Regions from separate parts of the Mus musculus genome. Here all the other regions are linked to region 1. The links are chromatin contacts, called in public HiCAR-type and HiChIP or PLAC-seq maps. All regions are on one chromosome and are shown on one strand. The core of a region is the stretch at or near the end of the contact, and the rest is flanking DNA. Distances in the headings are between cores, read along the strand shown.

Region 1 (3,910 bases), core at 621-3,120:
TTTGGACCTTTAAAACTGAGTTCATGCATGCACAGGTCTGTGGATCACAGATGTGATGGGGTCTGGAGATTGAAACAGGGTCCTCTGGAAGAGCAGCCAGTGCTTTTAACATCTCTTCAGGCCACATACTCAGCTTTTAATGATAAGTTTAACCGCTGAATAATCTCTCCAGGCCAATTACTCAGCCTTTTTTTTGTTAAGTTTTGGGAACTTAAATTCAGGTCTTTATTGTTTGCCCAGAAAGCTCTCTTACCCACTGAGCCATTCCCCAACCCTTGTTTTTCATTTTGAGACAGTCTCTCTACCCTAAACTCATTCTGCTGTCCAGGGTGGCCTATGAACTTGCCATCCTCCTGCCTCAGTGCCTCTTGAGTAGGTAGGTAAGGTTAAAAATGAACAGCACTACCCAGCTATTTTTTTTTCTTTTAGAGTGTGTGTGTGTGTGTGTGTGTGTGTGTTTTATACAGGCAATTCCATTGGCCTGCTTTCAGGGACCCAGCCAGTGCTTACATCATGACCTACGGCAGCCAGATGTACCAGTAGATGTAAGGACCCACCTGCCACCCCAGCTCTCTCTCTCTGATCTCCACCACCAATGTTCCCTCTCCTTCTCTGTCCCCTCTCTCTGCCCTCATGATTCTGCCCCCCATCTGTCTGCCTGTCTATCTGTCCACTTGTCTGCCTCTGTCCCTTCACCAAGTCCCACAGTACTCTTGCGTTCCCCCCAATAAACCTTTACACTAGGTCTGTTTTATGGTGTAACTTCTCAGGGGTACACCTTGGCCAGGCCCTCCAAAAATACTCCCTTGCCACATTATATTTCATAACGGCGTGTAAGCATATATGCCACCACAGCATACCTTGTGAAGGTCAAGAACAAACAGCTTGCAGGTATTGGCTTTTTCCAACATATGGGTTATGAGGATTAATCTGAGGCTTGGCAGCAACAGCCTTTCTCTACTGAGGTATCTTGGCAGCCCCACACCCAGCATCTTCTTTAATAAAAAGAGTTAAAGAAAATTTGACTGGACTCCGTCCCTTGGCAGTTACTATTTGGGAAGGAGGGGTGTCCTTCAATGGCATACACACTGGTCAGTTGCCTCTGATCTAGTAACTAACTCTTCACTCATTGCTGGTACAAAAAATCCTAGTAAATCCAGTACGTCACAAAACTACAAAGACACAAGGGAGGAGGGCATTTGGGGGAAAGAAGGGTAGTTCAGTAGGAGTGAGAAGGCAAAGGGAAGCAAAAATGGCAAGGCACGTATGAAACTGGTCTACAGAGTGAGTTCCAGGACAGCCAGGGTTATACAGAGAAACCCTCTCCCGAAAAACCAAACCAAGAAAGCAAGCAAGCAAGCAAGCAAACAAAAAACTTGTATAACTAACAAAATGGTTTGAGTAAAATTTTATGATACCGGGTAAGGTAAATTACTCAGAGTGAGAACCAAGAATCCACATAGCCTACTCCCTACCAACCCGAAATTGCAGGTCGAATCTCTGAATTCGAGGTCAGCCTGGTCTACAGAGTGAGTTAACAGACAGCTAGGCTACACAAAGAAACCCTGCCTTTTGTTGTTGTTGTTTTGTTTTTTCAAGACAGGGTTTCTCTGTGTAGCCCTGGCTGTCCTGGAACTCAGTCTGTAGACCAGGCTGGCCTCGAACTCAGAAATCCACCTGCCTCTGCCTCCCGAGTGCTGGGATTAAAGGCGTGCGTCACCACGCCCGGCTCGAACATTTTTAAAATAAGAAGAGACTGAACGTGATGATTTATCCTTTTGCCAAGACGTAAAACTCTCTATGTAAAAACTACGCTTTATCAAGATGGTCGCAAACAGGAAGTGCGTCATATTACGTCACTCGAGACGCGCACGTTCCAAACCGGATATCGGAGTTAGAGCGACTAAGCTCTTCCTTTAAGAAGATGGCTGCGGGTGGTAACAGGGACGGTGAGAAGCGCGGCTCGAGAAGCCAGGCGGACTCTGGCTTCCTGGGGCTGCGGCCGACCTCGGTGGATCCCGCTCTGAGGCGGCGGCGGCGGGGCCCCAGAAACAAGAAGCGCGGCTGGAGGAGGCTCGCCGAGGAGCCGCTGGGGTTAGAGGTCGACCAGTTCCTGGAAGACGTCCGGCTACAGGAGCGCACGACCGGGTACGTGGGGCGGGACTTCCGGTGGCGTGGCCGTGCGCTTTGCGACCTGGTGCTAGACGGACCGGGCATCCCGGCTCGGTGTGGGAGACCTATCAATAGTATCTTTAACAAATAAGCGTGCGAAAATCCCAACAAAGTTTAAGTTTTCCCCTAGTTTTTTTTAAAATTTGAAACAGGGCCTCACTATGTAGGACGACCTGGCACTCGGTATGTAGACAAGCCTGGCTCCGAACTCAAGTTTCCTCTGCCGCCGGAGTGCTGGCATTAAAACCTTTTGCTACAGAGTTTGAATTTCAAGTGAAAGAGAATAAAGTACGTTCACCCCATCGTGGTACATTTTAAATTCTGTGTGAAAGCTCCAGGTGTAGCCCATGGTTTGAGGAAGAGTTGGGATGGGCCCAAAAAGTTAGACCCCTAAGGGTCTGTTATCTTTCCAGCATTACTTTGGCAAATAGTCTGCATTTTTATCCTTCAGTGGCTTGTTGGCAGAGGCCCCAAACGAAAAGCTCTTCTTCGTGGACACAGGATTCAAGAGAAAAGGTGAGGAGTGCTCTTATGAAGTTGTGTGCTGGTGGTTCTCTGAGTCTTGCACCCGTGAGATCTGCATTGATGACATAATTTAAAGCAAAGCACACACACACACTCTCTCTCTCTTTCTCTCTCTCTCATTTTGGAAACAGTCTTGATCACAAGTTTGGAGGGGAGGGGGGATCGAGACAGGGTTTCTCTGTGTATCCCTGGCTGTCCTGGAACTCACTCTGTAGACCAGGCTGGCCTTGAACTCAGAAATCCACCTGTCCCTGCCTCCCCGAGTCAGTGCTGGGTGTGGTTCATCACCACAGTCTTACCATGTATACCATATTGGCCTCAAACTTAGATCTGCTTGCCTCTGCCTCCTGAGTGCTGGAAATAAAGGTATGCTTTACCACTGGAGACTAGAAGGGGCAGTCTTTAGTATAAAGAATTACTTTGAATGGCTTTGAAACAAGCTTGAGATGATTAAGAAAGGTGACCTGTTGTTCATTTTTGTTTGGTTTTATTGAGCTGTATCATTCAGCTTTTTTTTTTTTTGTCCCCCTTCCCCAAAGAATATGATAGCAAGCATGATAACCCACAACGTTAATTTCTCTGAGTTGCAGGCCAGCCTGGTCTACATAGTGAGCTCCAGGACAGCCAGGCCTACACAATGAGACCTTGTCTCAAAACAGAGAGAACAAGAGGATCTCTTTTAGCCAGGAGGAAGGAAACATGTCTTGGCAAGATGGCTTTACTCCAGCAGAACTTGGGCTGGGACCTGCTGGGACATGAAAATAAGGGCAAGTTAGGGATTGCTTTGCTGAGTGGGGTTTTCACCAAGGAGGCAGAAAAACACTTAAAATGGGAAGCCTGGTTCAGCAGGTACTGAAAACAAGCCAGTGCCTGGTCCAGCAGGACAGCCAGTGGCTTTGCAGAACAAGCTGGCAGCTTTGCCAGCAGCCAGGCACTTTAGTATGCACGATGTGAGTCAAGGGGTCCTGTTCATGAAAACCTTCTTGACAAGGTCGGGAGAACCCAGGGAAGCTGTGTGGGGACCCGGGGACGTTAACATCTAAGGTAATGGGTTCCATCTGCCCCACTCAGGCCAGGTCATGGAGTTTTAAATCTAGGTTCTGTGTGCAAGGGGAAACATGGCGTTTATCATTCTGAGTTATGTTCATTTTTGATTCAGTAATAGCTATGCTTTGTTTTTGTTTTGAGACAAGGTCTTCTTCTGTACGTAGGC
Region 2 (3,652 bases), core at 446-2,945, 1.0 Mb before region 1:
CTACTCTTGGATCAGCTGCAGTCTCTGCCCTTGGACTAGCTGCAGCCTCTGCCCTTGGACTAGCTAGAGGCTCTGCCCTCTGGTTAGCTGCAGCCTCTGCCCCCTGGTTCTCTGCAGCCTCTGGGTGCTCCTCAGCTGGCATGCCTGTTCCCTGAGCGAAGGGTGGCACCTGCTCCTTCCTGCATCGTCTCAGGGAAACCCACTTGATCTTGGGCTTCCAGCGTCTAGTACCCAGCATCTGGTCACTCCGGTCTCCTGTGTTTCTGGAGCTATCATCGTCCGAGCTGGCTTGGCTGTGTCTCATTTCTCCAGCCCTCTCAGCTGCTGTGGAGGCCTGCTGGGTCTGGCCCACCTCGGAGCCTGATCTGGGTGCCCAGCCCTTCACCCTCTGTTTCAGCTTCCCCCAGGACACCTGGCTAACATACTCCCTCCATCTGTCGGCCTTGGATGGCTGGGGCCCCAGGTTGTTCTCAAACATGGGCACTGGAAGATTGACTCGGCGTCGTGGAGGAGGCGCGCTGGGCTTCTCCCCACGGCGGAGGAAGGCCTCCACCAGCTCCTGATCATCCTCACTCTCCACATCGCTGCCCAGGAATTTGCTGCCCAAGTAACTGACCGGCATTTTGCGCACCTTCCTGGTCCTCCCGGAGGAGCTCCTGTTGCCTTTGACTTTGGAGGTATCGAAGTCACTCAACTCACTGTCGCTGCCATTGCTGCTGTCATAGGTACCTACAACCAGCCGAAGTGGAGGAGTGACCATCTGCGGGACTCTCCTCACTCTCAGCTCCTTGGTTCTTTTGCGGGGTTGGGGTGGGTGTGGAGTGCTCTTTTCGATGATACGGGCCACATCTTCCAGGGTGCGGCCCTCCTCCTGCAAAAACTGGATTAGCCGCTCCCGAAACTCAGCTTCCTTCGTTGCAGGCTTGGAGATGACTCTCCACACGCCCCCAGCCAGGCGGACCTCCCGGGGGATGAGCAGATAGTCAACATCCTCCCCAATCTGCAGCATCCCCACCGTGGAGTCCTCTTCTTTGCGGAACACCTTTCCGATTTTCTTAAAGGTGCCCACAGGCCTTAAGGCCTCCACTAACACGTCCAGATCGACATCTTTGCAGACGTCGGGGACACTCCAGAGGATCAGGCAATCGGGAGACGGAAGGAAGCCCCAGGGGAACCATCCCCCTACGTGGCTTTTTTCGAGAGTCTTTAAGATCTCCAGCGTGGACGCTCGAGTGGGGGCAAAAAGCCCAGACACTTGGCTGCTAGTCTTGGGGAGGGGGCGGTGGACAGTCCTAGCAACTCTGCTCGCACAGAGTGTCTCCTCCCTACAATTTTCTCTTCAGGAAACAAGTCCAAGTTGGCTTCCCCAACCCCCTCGGAGTTGTAGCAAGCAGTTTTCCAGGATGCTTACATGAACTGAAGCACGCTCATTCCCGAGGCTCAAAGTTCAGTCCAAACTGGAATCGCCAGTGTCCCGGCTCCAAGTTGGGGTCCCACGAGCTCCGATCGCTTCTCCCTTGCCCCAGACACCAGGATATAGCTGAAAGTTCTTGGGAGGACTCTGCAGACAAAGACGGCTCAGCGTGGCCTTTCAATATGGCGAGGTGCTTAAAGGCCTCCGCCCAGCCCCGAGGAGGGTCTCCCGCCCCCAGGCAGTCTGCCACCCGCTCCAAACTGACCTTGCGCTCAGTCTGTGGTGGAGCTGAGAGCCGCAGGAAGTTTCTGGGCGCCCTCCCCTCCTGGGTGAGGCCCACCTTCTCCTTCTCATCTTACACTCTAAGCCTGGGAAGACTGGCAGCGGGGCTGTCCACTCCCCTTCAGGGCAGCCTCCCTCTCCTCCCCCACAGAGGTGTGGCTGCCCCCCAGAGCCTCAATGGGGCCAGGGCTTCCCTTAGCTGCAGCCAAAACCCACGTCATCATCCTTCCCAAAAGGCAACGGGTCCCCCAACCTGCCATCCTAGACGTGCAAGCCCAAAAGGTGCGAGTGCTGATGGCTCAAATCCTTTGAAGGCTATTGCAATTATGAACGTGCGTTTAAAATTAAGGGGATGGGACTAGAGGTGGCTCAATGGTTAGGAGCATGGGCTACCTTTATGTAAGACCTGGGTTTGACTCCCAGAACCAATACGATGGCTCAAAACCCTGTTTATTTCCAGTTCCAGGGGATCCAATACCCTCTTCTGATCTCTGTGAGCACTGCATATACGTGGTACACACACACACACACACACACACACACACACACACACACACACACACACAGAGAGAGAGAGAGAGAAGACATTCATGCACACAAAAAGGGGCACACAAGATAACCCAATGGGTAAAAACATTTCCCCAAAGCCTGAATTCAATCCCAGAACCCACATAAAACCAATTCTACAAAGTTATTGTTCAATCTCCACATGTGCACCCCTATACACAGATTGTACATATATTAATTCACACACGATAAACACGGGTTTTGTTTGTTTGTTTGTTTGTTTGTTTGTTTTTCGAGACAGGGTTTCTCTGTGTAGCCTTGGCTGTCCTAGAACTCACTTTGTAGACCAGGCTGGCCTCGAACTCAGAGATCCACCTGCCTCTGCCTCCCAAGTGCTGGGATTAAAGGCGTGCGCCACCATGCCCAGCCCGATAAACACGTTTTTAAAGTAAAATATTTTCTTGGAGTTGGAGAAATGGCTCCATGGTTAAAAGCACAGGCTGCTCTTTCAGAGGACCTGGGTTCAATTCCCAGCACCCACATAATGCTCATAAATGTCTGTAACCCCACCTCTAGGGGATTTAACACCCCCCCCCCACTGATATACATCAAAACACCAAAGCACATAAAATAAATATATTTTTTAAATAAAAAATTTTCTTAAAAATAAAAAAACCTTTAAGATCACAGAGATGTTGTACCCTCAGTTCTTAGTTTATGTATCCCACGTGGCCTCAAACTTTCAGGGATCCTCCTGCCTCAGCCTCTGTCTACTAGGCTTTACGTAGGCCACTATTATCAGGCTTAAGCAACAACAACAACGGCCAGGTAAGGAAGTGACTTTAATATCAATATAAGAACATATATCAGGCATGGGATGCACACTTGTGATCGCAGTAATTGAAGGCAGGGGGATGAGGAGGGTAAGGTCACTCGCAACTTCAGAGAGCTCACACCAGCCTGAGCTACAAGAGACCCAGGGGCTGGAGAGGTGTCTCTGTGATTAAGAGCGCTTGCTGCTCTTATAGAGGATTCGGTTCCCAGCACCCACGTAGTGGCTTACAGTCACCCAGAACTCCAGTTGATGGGGATCTGATACCTTCTAACCTTCACAAGAAGCATGCCTGCAAAGGTTACGCAAGCGAGAGCGCGCGTGCGTGAGCGCACACACACAATCATAAAAAAAAAAAATTAAAGTAAGATAAACATTTGTGATTTTATTTAACCCAGAAAAACCTTGGAGGCAGATCATGAGCAATGAGGAAAAGGGAAAGGGGACGGAGAAAAAGAAGGTGCAGGAGAGGATTTTTCAGGTTCAGGTTTGGAGTCGGGGTGGGGTGCTTTGTTTGGGTCCTGTCCTGGCTTCAACGTCCCCATTGGGGGTAGGAGGGAGGACGCTTTTGCTGGCTCTGCTTAGGTGAACTTTCCTCCTCTTCACGACATGGAATT
Region 3 (4,092 bases), core at 1,574-4,073, 1.1 Mb before region 1:
AGGAAGGGGACTCATTGGGAAAGGGATAGGAGTCAGCAAGAGCAAGAAGGGAATAAGAGAACTTAAAGGGGAGCTGAGTGGTGGTGGCGCACGCCTTCAATCCCAGCACTCGGGAGGCAGAGGCAGGTGGATCTCTGAGTTCAAGGCCAGCCTGGTCTACAGAGTGAGTTCCAGGACAGCCAGGGCTACACAGAGAAATCCTATCTCAAAAATCAAAAAAAGAAAAGAAACAAAGAAATCAAAAGAAAAGAAAAACTGAAAAGGAATCAGTTTGACACCAATCCATTGTGTGGAATTCTTTTAAAATTACATTTATAATAATAAAATATAACATCAGAGCAAGTTTCCTATCACATATCCGTGACCATGGAAACTGTCAGTGTACAGGGGGAGAAGAGTGAGGCAAGAGCATCTTACTAGTGTTATAAAAACAGCTTTGGAGAGCAATGAGGGTGGGAGGATCACTGAACATGCCCCAGAGCACCCCTCACAGACCTGCACATTCTATTTTGAGGATTTCAGCTCTCTGCTTTCAGTTGTGACCTCCAGTTAACTCAGCGCTCCTCAATGACAATTACTGTCAAGTCATTTTTTTATTATTGTGAAATATAATACACGCGTAGGGTAGTTGCTTTGCGAGCCAGATTGCTAAAAAGAACAATGGAGCTCAGACTTGGTGGTAGTGCCCCTGTCTCCTGCTTAGAATCCCCCAGTGAGGGGTTAGGGTGTGGCTCAGTGGCAGAGCCCCTGCCTAGAATGCCCCAGTGAAGGGCTGGGGCGTGGCTCAGTGGTAGAGCATCTGCCTAGAATCCCCCAGTGAGGGGCTGGGGGCGTGGCTCAGTGGTAGAGCCCCTGCCTAGAATCCCCCAGTGAGGGGCTGGGGGTGTGGCTCAGTGGTAGAGCCCCTGTCTAGAATCCCCCAGTGAGGGGCTGGGGGCGTGGCTCAGTGGTAGAGCCCCTGCCTAGAATCCCCCAGTGAGGGGCTGGGGGTGTGGCTCAGTGGTAGAGCCCCTGTCTAGAATCCCCCAGTGAGGGGCTGGGGGCGTGGCTCAGTGGTAGAGCCCCTGCCTAGAATCCCCCAGTGAGGGGCTGGGGGCGTGGCTCAGTGGTAGAGCCCCTGCCTAGAATCTCAATATCACAGTGAAGAGCTGGGGATATGTATGGTTCTGGTTGAGTTTGTCCCAAATTCAATCCTCTGTGCTATAAACACAATAAAACAATAAGAAATAAATAAACCCTCTCTCCTGACAGTTACAGCAAAGTCCTCAGAGTTAATCTTCACTATACTAGTTTGGTTCATATATCTTCCCAAAACTGGTAATCACTGTGGCCAAGGAAGTCCTACAGTGATTGGCTCTGTCTGGATTTTGCCTTCTTCCCTGGAGTTGCTGATAGCATGGATATAGTCAGATTTATTCAAATAAAATCAACTGAAACTAAATGGCATGGGAGCTGGGCATAATGGTACACACCTGTAATCCACTTGGAAGGTGAAGGCAGGAGGATAGAAGTTCAAGGCCAGCTCTTGCTGGCCAGTCTTGACGGGGTTACATGAGACCCCATCTGAAAATAAAATGGAGAAGAGGAGGAAGAAAGAGGAAGGAGAAAGAAGAGGAGAAGGAAGATGGAGAAGAGAAGGCAATGGGAGGAGACAGCTTACTATTTTCCTGAGTTGAGGTGGGGAGCCATGTGGATTTTTAGAGGAGAATTTTTTTAAGTTTTTTATTACATTTTACGTGTGGTGTGTGTATGTGTGTGTGTGTGTGTGTGTGTGTGTGTGTGTGCGCGCGTGCGCGCAGATAAATCAAAGACCTTGCCTTCCACGATGTGGGGGGAGGGGGGAGGGCCTGGGGATTGAACACTGGTCTTCAGGGTTGGCAGCAAGGGCCTTAAACCTGGAGCCAACCGTCTAGCCGAGAAGAGCACTCTAAAGAGAGTGCGCAGTTATGTGTGAAAGTCCTAAGATGGAGCTTGCCCAATAACTCAAAAACAATAAATCCATTTCTGCCGCAGTGTAGAGTGTACCCAAACCTGCATACGGAAGGAACACTGCTCCTTCACCCCTGTCCTTAGTGTCCACGCCCTCTCCAGCCTACACAGGAACTTCCTTCCTCTTCCTTACCCAGCTGTACCGTCTTCCACCTGTCCATGTCACTGCGCACGTATCTCTCATCGGTTCTCTGTTCCCTTTACAAGTGGGTGTGATGAAGCTAAAGCATATTTACTTGACAGAAGCTTAATTATTCATCCGCAGGAACCTGCACAGGGAGTTAAGAGAGGCCACGGGTCAGGATGGGGTGGAGACGGGTGGACAAGGAAGATTCTGGGAGGCGGGGTCCACAGTGGGGCCACACAGTGGAGGGACATGGGGTATGGCAAAGAAAGGGGTTATGAAATACAGGTGAAGTAGAGTTCGGGGTGGAGAGAAGTGGGGACTTGGTACGTCAAGAAAAGGACAGAGCGGGAGAAAGGAGAGGGGGTTGGGAAAGGTGGGAGTGAAGGCAGAGACTGCGACAGGAACTGGGACACAGAGAACAGTGAATCAGATGGTTCAGAAGTGTACATATGGAAGTTCAGAGACTGGAGGGAAATCACGCCCGGCGGGCTCCGGACTGCCAAGGAAGTCTGGGGCAGGGGCGTGGCTGGGGGTGTGCATTACATCGGATTCCCCAACCCCTTGAAGTTCCAAGTCTTCTCCTTTAGTCCCTCCTCCTTCTCGGGAGCAACAAGCCCACCTTCCAATCAGAGCCGCGGGCTGGGCAAAGACCAGCCAATGGAGTGGCAGAGGTGGAGCTGGGGAGGGGGCTCACACAGGCAGGGGAGGGGGACGCTGGGCATCGAGGGCTCTGGAACCGCGAAGGGCGAGCCATGGCGTTGGGGCTGCAGCGCGTGAGGTACAGGGCTTCGGGGATAGGATGGTGGGGTCTGGGGGCTCTCTTTGACGGAGCTTTAAGGGAACCCCTCATCTCTGGGGTGTGGCTCAAGTTGAGGACACTGTGAGGCGCCCGATTGGGGACACATCCCGATGCACCCTCCACCTTAGAGGTTTTCAGGGTATCAGGGATTTACCCCCAGAGCTCCAGCTGTCCCGCCCCCCTCCCCTGGAACTGCTTTGGGGTTATGAGCTGCAATTTCCAGATACATCGGGTTCAATCCTCCATCTGGCTGGGGGTGAAACTCCAAGTTCCTTATGGATTGGAGGTGGTCGCGTTTGAGCAAGGAAGACTTCTTCCAAAAAAGTCTTTTCCTCCAAATCCCTGAAAGGAGTCTTCCTTGGCAGTCTAGCTCTTGTGGTGTTAATAAGGGATCCCCAAACTGGAGTTTCTAGGGAGTCCCTGAAAGACACTATTTCTGAATTCCAGGAGAGAGGTTAATTTTACCATGCCCTTTCTAACAGTCTCCCAAGCTTCAAAATGCTCTAAAATGACATGGGGATAGGGAGGTCCTCATTAGAGGCTGTGTGGGACCTAACCAAGGTCTTTTTGCCTTTCAAAGAGTGGAATGATAGCTGGGGAAGGAGATTCATGCCTGTAAACCCAGCACTTGGAAAGCTATAGGAGATTGATGCTTTCAAAGCCAGCCTGGCCTACATGGCAAGTTCCAGACCAGCTTTGGTCTACATTTTCTTGTCTCAAAAAACAGCATTAAATAAGTAGGGTCGCTCCTTTTCAGTACCAACAGAACAAATCTGAGCCACTTCCTGCGATCTGGTTCTGTGTCAATTTCATCTGCCTGGACCCAGTCTGTAATTGAGGGAGGAGGGCCCCACCCAAACCCTATTTGAGAGACATCCTTCCGAAAGATGCCCTGGCTAATCAAGGGAAGGCAGCGCCCTCCTGTGGCTGGACACAGCTGGGGTTATCCTAGGAAGAAGCGGGTTCTGTGTTCACCTTGCAACAGGTGCAGAGGCTTTGGGACCATAGCCAGTGGAGCCCATTTCGCCAGGTTGCCACGGGAGACCCCAGAAAAATTTCCTAGACTCTTGGTATTCCCTGTCTAAATTGGGGCATCCCTCAAGCCTCACCCCTGTCCCTCCTCCCTGGCTTCCGAGATCTGATTGGTTTTTCTCTACACCCAGTTTTTACCCCCTAC

The links. HiCAR-type assays count read pairs that join an accessible place to other places. HiChIP or PLAC-seq counts read pairs in DNA pulled down with a chosen protein or histone mark.
Region 2: a contact with region 1 is called in an H3K4me3 HiChIP or PLAC-seq map of embryonic forebrain, with 2.6 times the contacts expected there. The contact joins the promoter of Ccdc8 here to the promoter of Nop53 in region 1. A contact is called at or near these places in 4 of 39 promoter capture datasets (cranial neural crest, embryonic stem cells, hippocampal neurons and 1 more) and 2 of 115 datasets of contacts at active chromatin or transcription factors (astrocytes and embryonic forebrain).
Region 3: a contact with region 1 is called in a HiCAR-type map of astrocytes, with 5 times the contacts expected there. The contact joins the promoter of Hif3a here to the promoter of Nop53 in region 1. A contact is called at or near these places in 8 of 39 promoter capture datasets (cranial neural crest, fetal liver, frontonasal cranial neural crest and 4 more) and 3 of 115 datasets of contacts at active chromatin or transcription factors (acute myeloid leukemia, astrocytes and neural tube).

What each region holds. Positions count from the first base shown.
Region 1 is chr7:15,944,068-15,947,977 of GRCm38.p6, reverse strand. Nop53 (NOP53 ribosome biogenesis factor) reads left to right here and starts at 1,870. Exons shown (of 13, transcript NM_133831.3): 1 at 1,870-2,148; 2 at 2,624-2,688. The coding sequence starts at 1,925. It overlaps Gm24576 (a long non-coding RNA gene), which reads right to left and starts at 1,885. Exons shown (of 2, transcript XR_391165.4): 1 at 1,678-1,885; 2 at 188-1,517. It also overlaps a transcript of Ehd2 not described here.
Region 2 is chr7:16,991,945-16,995,596 of GRCm38.p6, reverse strand. Ccdc8 (coiled-coil domain containing 8) reads right to left here and starts at 1,695. Exons shown (of 1, transcript NM_001101535.2): 1 at 1-1,695. The coding sequence starts at 1,009.
Region 3 is chr7:17,061,158-17,065,249 of GRCm38.p6, reverse strand. It overlaps Hif3a (hypoxia inducible factor 3, alpha subunit), which reads left to right and starts at 2,823. Exons shown (of 15, transcript NM_001162950.1): 1 at 2,823-2,894. The coding sequence starts at 2,869.